Regions from separate parts of the Gossypium arboreum genome. Here region 2 is linked to region 1. The links are chromatin contacts, called in public Hi-C maps. All regions are on one chromosome and are shown on one strand. The core of a region is the stretch at or near the end of the contact, and the rest is flanking DNA. Distances in the headings are between cores, read along the strand shown. Region 1 holds the start of LOC108486486 (ubiquitin carboxyl-terminal hydrolase 3). Region 2 has its middle 5.5 kb from the start of LOC108473206.

Region 1 (3,320 bases), core at 302-2,801:
TGTAACAGGGGAGACTTTAACTAATAAACCGTACTAATTGGCCCGACCAAAAATTCTAGAAACAAATATGTAGATGGACATATGAGTCTAGTTTCAGGGAAAAATTACGAAACTGATTTCCGAGCTTTGAAACTCAAGATATGATTTTTAAGGAAACAGTGACGCAGTAACTAGCTTGTCTGGAAATTTTTAAATGGACTTTGAAAATAATTAAGTTAAGTCTGTGTGCACCTTGTGTTCGACTCCGGTAACGGACTCGGGTACGGGGTGTTACAAGCATCCTGTATTAGTTGGCATTGGATTACAAGTATAAATGATTGTATGATGTTTGTTCAACCGTGGTTGCTTCGGCAACAACTGTAGCATCTTGTAGCTCAGATTCGGTGATCGGGTCGAGCGTGGAGTGTTACAATTAAGGTGATTATTTTTAGAGCTTGAAGGAGGGTAAGGAATGCAAAGAAGAAAAAGGGACTTGGATGTAAATATTGGGTTTTAATATGAGTTTTTTAATAGGGATTAACTTAAAAATTTTATAAATTTTAAAGGGACTAAAAGAATAATTTTTCTTTTTTCTTTTGCAGGTCTAGTCAACAATCCGTTAAGGGTTTAGAGCCTGAATGATCATTTTGGTCAAATTTTCTAGCAGTAGTGACTAAATTGACAAAAAAAAAGTTTAGAATGATCAAAATAGAAACAATGCTATTTTTGAGTGACCTCCTTTATATTTACGATTTTCCTTTTACTTTGAATATGGTCTCCCCCAAATTTGAAAATAGTTGAGGTTTAAGTTGAAATATAGTGAGATTTTGTGTGATTATTTTTAAATTAACAATTAAGGTTAAAATCAATAACTATGATTAAAAGAAAAAACTAAAAACATCATAAGTATTTTGTGTTGGTAACTTATAACTTGTTAAATTTGTTATCGAATTGTGAAAATAAAATTTTCTTCTTAGTGGTGAAATAGAATGAATTGGTTAAATGATAAAAGTTATGTTTGTTATTAGGGGTGAGCGTTCTGTGGAGTCAAATTAAGTGAAAAATTTTTGAGTTAATCAAATTCACGAGTCCTATTTTATCATATTAGCTCAATTTTAAATTTTTTTTCAAATCGAGTCAAGTAAAATAAAATTAGAGCCGAGTCGAATCGAAGCGAAATTGTTCAAGTTAAATTTTAAAAATTAAACTTAAAAATATTGTTATAATATAACTAGTTTCATGTTGGAGCACATAAATTTAAAATTATAAATATTTGAATTTTTTTAAAAAACTTGAATATGATAAATTTGAATCATTAATTAGATCGTAAATTTATTATTTTAGAAAAAAATTTAAAATTTCAACCTTTTAATATATTTTTAGAATTTTTTAAAATTTTAAAATTTTTATAATTTTTATTAAGTGAGATCAATTTACTTATTTTCAAAGTTTACTATGACTAAAAGATATTTATATTAATATATTATTAGAATTATGAAATTTAAGTTAATTCGAACTTGAAAGTGGAATTAAAGTTTTATTTACCTCTTAGTGAATATCCTTCTTATATGATTAAGGATAGAATAATAATTTTTATTATTATCTATTTTTACGTTAATTGATCTAAAAAGATGTTTTAAGTAGATGCTACCGAGAACAGAAACAAGAATCATTTTCTTTGGCTCCTTTTCACTGCTCTTAACGGAAATAGGGAAACGGTGGAAACCCTTTTTTTTTTTAATTGTCCTCCAAACAAACCCTAAGTCGGATTCGGATAAACCGAAGAGAGCAAGATAGAGCCAGTCGTTGATGGGGTATTGAATCGCTGAGTTGAACCGGTCGGAAGAAGATCCAAGTTAGAGTTGTAGACGAACTCAATTCTATATCTAATAGATGGGCGCGGCGGGTTCGAAGCTCGAGAAAGCTTTGGGTGACCAGTTCCCAGAAGGCGAACGATATTTTGGTCTCGAAAACTTTGGCAACACTTGCTATTGTAACAGCGTTTTGCAGGTTCTTTTTTTTCTTTTTTTTTTCCTCTTCCCCCCTTTTTTCCCTAAAAAATATGTTGAATTTGATAGTATATGTTATTTCCTATCTTTTGAATTTGATTGATTTTGACTTTAAGCTTTAAATTTCATTTATGCAAATTTCCCGTAGTATATGTTAATCCTGAAGCGAATTGGTTAGGTTCAGTTCTATCTTTTCATTTTTAGCTTCTTTTTTTCCCCTTCTGGTAATAGCTTGCTGCTTTGCTTTCAAGTGGTACGGTTGTCACGATTTAAATTGAAATTAAAATGTCTAGATTTTAGATATGCTTGCTGAGATGGTTTGGAGTCTAGAGTCTATACCAGGTAGATATTGACTGTGATAGATATCAACTAATGTTAGAAAGGGAAAGTATTACAGGAACTGGATGTTGTTGGTGATTAAAAAATGATTATAAGATTCATCGGTACTATCAAAATAATTTAGATTTCAATTTTCAAGCTTAATTTTAATATTTCTTTCATTCTCCTTTCATTTAAGTTGGGTGATTGTCGTAAAGTTATGTGAATTTGTAGATAATGCATGGTATGATACTACGGTAGCTATTGGATCTTGAAGTTTCAGATGTTGTAGATAGGTTGACCTAGATAATGCAAGATCTGAATTGTTTGAATAATCATTTCTGAATGATTGCGACTGTAGTGTTAAAGAGCTATGTTCATTGCCAGACTCTTTAGTTCCTATGTTTTTTTTTTTTTTTTTTTTTTAAGTTTATGCTATGAGACTCAGTTCTTTTCTGATATTTCTGTTTATTCCTTGCTTTCTAATCAAGATTTATGTTAATGCGTTCAATGTTGGATATTTTTATTTAAAATTGCTGGGTAACAAATGCCCTCTTGTCTGTGACCAACGTCTTATGTAATTTTCTGAAAAATTTTCAGGCACTTTATTTTTGTGTACCATTTCGCGAACAGCTGCTAGAATATTATTCAAGTAATAAAAATGGTGTTGATGCTGAAGATAATCTGCTGACATGCTTGGCAGATCTGTTTACACAGGTATTAACTCTACTAGAAGCATAGTGTTATTGAGTTGTACGCCCCTATAGATGGGAAACCACTAGTTTCTGAAAAACGGCAAAGCATTTATTTTAAATGTTCAGACCAAATATTAACATTAGTGTTTTATTTATGTTTACCATTTTCTGTTCTAGTCTTGACCACTATTTACAAGAATGATACATGATTTGATTCATTTGAAAATTTTCTTCTTTATTATTTGACTTGATAATCCCGTGTACAATCATTTAGGAAGTATGAAGGCCAAGGGTGTCATCTTCATTATTTTTTAAATGG
Region 2 (3,320 bases), core at 257-2,756, 260 kb after region 1:
ATACGGAAACTCCCAAAGGACTTGAGGAAAAGCCTAATGAGAGACTGTTTTTCAAAGATATATTAGTTGGTTCTTTGAAATCATTGGGAAAGGTTGTGCAAGGAAGTGAGAAGAACCACTTGCAGTTACTGGAGAGTGATGTTTCCATTAGAACAGAAGATGGTTTACTTGTCGATAAGGTTCTCTGAGCGGGTTCACCAAGTTTTACACAAAAGTATGGCTAGAACTATTGTTGTCAAGTTATTGGGTCGGAAAATTGGAATTCAGACTCTGTCTAATAGAATTTATCGTCTCTAGAAACCCTCCACCCCCGTCAGTGTTATGGATTTAGAAAATGATTATTCTCTAGTGAAATTTCAATAGGAAGTAGATTATGTTAGGGCCCTTACGGAAGGACCATGGATGGTGTTTGGGCAATACCTAACGGTTTAACCATGGTCACAATATTTTTTTACTTCTTAGCCTTATCTGTCAAATGTGGTAGCTTGGATTCGTTTTCCGGTTATCCCGGGTTTCATGTACCGTAAGAGTATTTTAACAAAGATAGGTGAAATGGTAGGAAGTGTCATAAAACTGGATGATCAAATGGGTAGTGCACAAAGAAGCTGATTTATTAGGATGGCTGTCATCCTGGACATTAATAAACCTATTATCTCTAAAATAAAAGTGGATGTGGACGTATTCAACGGGTTGAGTATGAATCACTTCCAAATGTTTGTTTTTCATGTGGATGCTACGGGCATTTGAAAGATATGTGTAATGCTGGATTGGGACAGGAAGAACAGAATGGTGAAGGAATACAATCTTCTGTGGTTATTGGAGAATCATCTTCAACAAATAGGGATGTTGAAAGTGGAAATTTTGCACCTTGGATGTTAGTTGATCGCCGGAGTAAGAGGACTGACCAGAAGTAGAATGTTGATCGGGAAGCGGGCGGATTCTTCGGGATCTAAATTCAATCTATTACAAATTTTAAGGGAAAATAATGAGAGAAATAGGGAATCTAATCCCATTAATTTTGCTAGCTTACAAGGAAAATAAATTTCCATGTATAATAATCCTTTGGGAGAGGATCTCCCATGCACAAAGCTGTTTTGAATTTGGGAGTGAATTTCTCCAGTTCGGGCTTGGGGCCTGTTTTGATTAATGGGTCTGGACTGAGCGCCAAAAATGGTGAAGTTGGTGTCCAAGCCCAGAAGCAATCCAAGACAGTAGGCCCGAGTTTTTCTAGTCCTGTCTTGGTGGAGACAGGTTCTTTTGCTGGGTCCTTGAATGAAGTCAGCCCTTTTGATGGTCTCCTCAAGCAAAGATGCGGGGGCACTCGAGTGATATTCTGTCGCAAGCGGTGGTGGAAGGAAATTCTGGCGAGTCTTCTGTTTCTTTAAAGCATTGTGGACGTCCCGTTTTGGTAGAAAAAGTAGGTGTTACTACCCTAAACCCAAATGACCACACAGTGGTTAAGTTTATTGAGAATAAAATCCCAATTCTACTACAGTTTCAGATGAAATGGGTAACATTTTGAGGAAGTTGGAAAATCACCCTTCTGGGCGACACTCTTCGAAAATGGGTAAGAAGAAAAGTCTTAAAATTTCGACAAACCTGACGAAAGGAGAAGGGAGTAAATTTAAGTCTCGGGCACAGAATCGAATTCCTATAGCTAAAGCAGTGAATTTGGTGGTTAACAGACTTGATGATGGAGTTTCGAAAGAGGAATTAGGCAGCAAGAATGAGGATAATTTTACAGTTAAAAATGTGTCCAATTTGGATGTTTGAAAAGGGATGGGTTCTTCTTTTATTTTTATATATTATGATGCCGAATTTATTTGTTTGGAACTGTCAAGGTTGCGCGAACCCGAAATTTGTGAGCGTCGTAAAAGATTATTTTTCTAAGTTTAGAGTTGATGTTAGGGGTGAGCATTCGATCGAATCGAATCGAATCGAATAGAAAATTTTCGAGTTAATCGAGTTTTCGAATCTTATTTTATCATCCTAACTTTATTTGAAATTTTCTCGAATCGAGTCGAGTGAGATGTAATTCGAATCGAATCGAATCGAATATATTTGTTCGAGTTAAGTTTAAAAAAATGACTCTAGCATTATTTATTTTATGTAATTTTTCAAAAAATAATTTTCTTTAAAGTTTTAAACATGAACATACAACAAAAAATTAAAGTAAATAAGTAAATAAATACAAGCAACACAACATTAACCTAAATAAACAACATTAGTCCAAAAAACAACAAAAAAATACAACAAGATTATAATAAAAAACATAAGTAAAAGTCAAAGTAAACAACATAAGTTGAAGTAAACAACAACATTATAATAAAAAAAACATGAGCAAAAGTTTAAAATACAATAGAAACCTACACCACTCAAAAAAAAAAAAAGAATACAACAAAAGTTCAATTAACCAACAACAATAACAAACCAAACCAAACTAATAACAATAACACATCAGTTCAAAAACCATTATAGAATAGTTTAAGTTTCTTCATGAGTCCAAATAAAAAACAAAAACAATACAACAACATTGTAATAAAAAAACATAATTAAAAGTCTAAAATACAATAAAAACCTACACCAGTCCAAAAAAAAAGAACACAACAAAAGCTCAATTATCCAACAACAACAACAAACCAAACCAAACTAACATCAGTTCAAAAACCATTATAGAATGGTTTAACTTCTTTCTTGTGCTTCAATCATTGTTGATAATCTTGAAACATCTAGTAAAAGTATTGATTGAGTTAGTTAAATGATAAAAATGTTTGCAAAAATAATTAAATAAACACTTAACTTTATAAACTAATGTTAAGTGTATTACCTTCTTGATCTTGGTATTTTGAATAAATCTAGCAAATTTAAAAACAAAAGTGTTAGTTAAATTATGGGAATGCTTACTAATATAAATAATACAAAAGCTTATTTTATAAATTAAAATTTTTATATTACCGTCTTCCATGATTTGAAGTTCATCAACATAATCTTCAAGATTGATGGCATCACTAGATTTCCGAAGCCAATCTTGTGTGCAAACTAAAGCCTCGACCATGAGAGGAGTTAGAGAACTTCTAAAACTATCGAGAACACGTCCACCGTGCTAAATGCACTTTCCGAGGCAACTGTTGAGATAGGAATAGCAAAAATATCTCGAGCCATTTGTGCAAGAATAGGAACCTAGGGTGTTCATTTTCCACCACAATAGTAAATCAAATGAACTTGAATTGTTTACTTCTTCATCTTCACCCAAATATCTATCCAACTCAGATTTGCTTTCTAATCCAACTTGTTTCTTCTTCTTAAGGTATTTTTGTTTG

The links. Hi-C and Micro-C count contacts between places; a contact is called where the count stands out from the background.
Region 2: a contact with region 1 is called in a Hi-C map of leaf, with 2.9 times the contacts expected there. The contact joins the enhancer-like site here to the promoter of LOC108486486 in region 1. A contact is called at or near these places in 2 of 5 Hi-C or Micro-C datasets (both in leaf).

The regions. Positions count from the first base shown.
Region 1 is chr11:58,120,308-58,123,627 of ASM2569848v2, forward strand. It overlaps LOC108486486 (ubiquitin carboxyl-terminal hydrolase 3), which reads left to right and starts at 1,552. Exons shown (of 6, transcript XM_017790563.2): 1 at 1,552-1,989; 2 at 2,907-3,023. The coding sequence starts at 1,873.
Region 2 is chr11:58,376,990-58,380,309 of ASM2569848v2, forward strand. No RefSeq gene overlaps it. Among protein-coding and RNA genes, the nearest start is that of LOC108473206, 5.5 kb to the right of the region's middle. Within about 2 kb of position 1,507, at least 2 of the 2 cell types and tissues checked have an H3K27ac peak or open chromatin away from gene starts, as enhancers often do. A contact at or near this core is called in leaf, where this site is marked.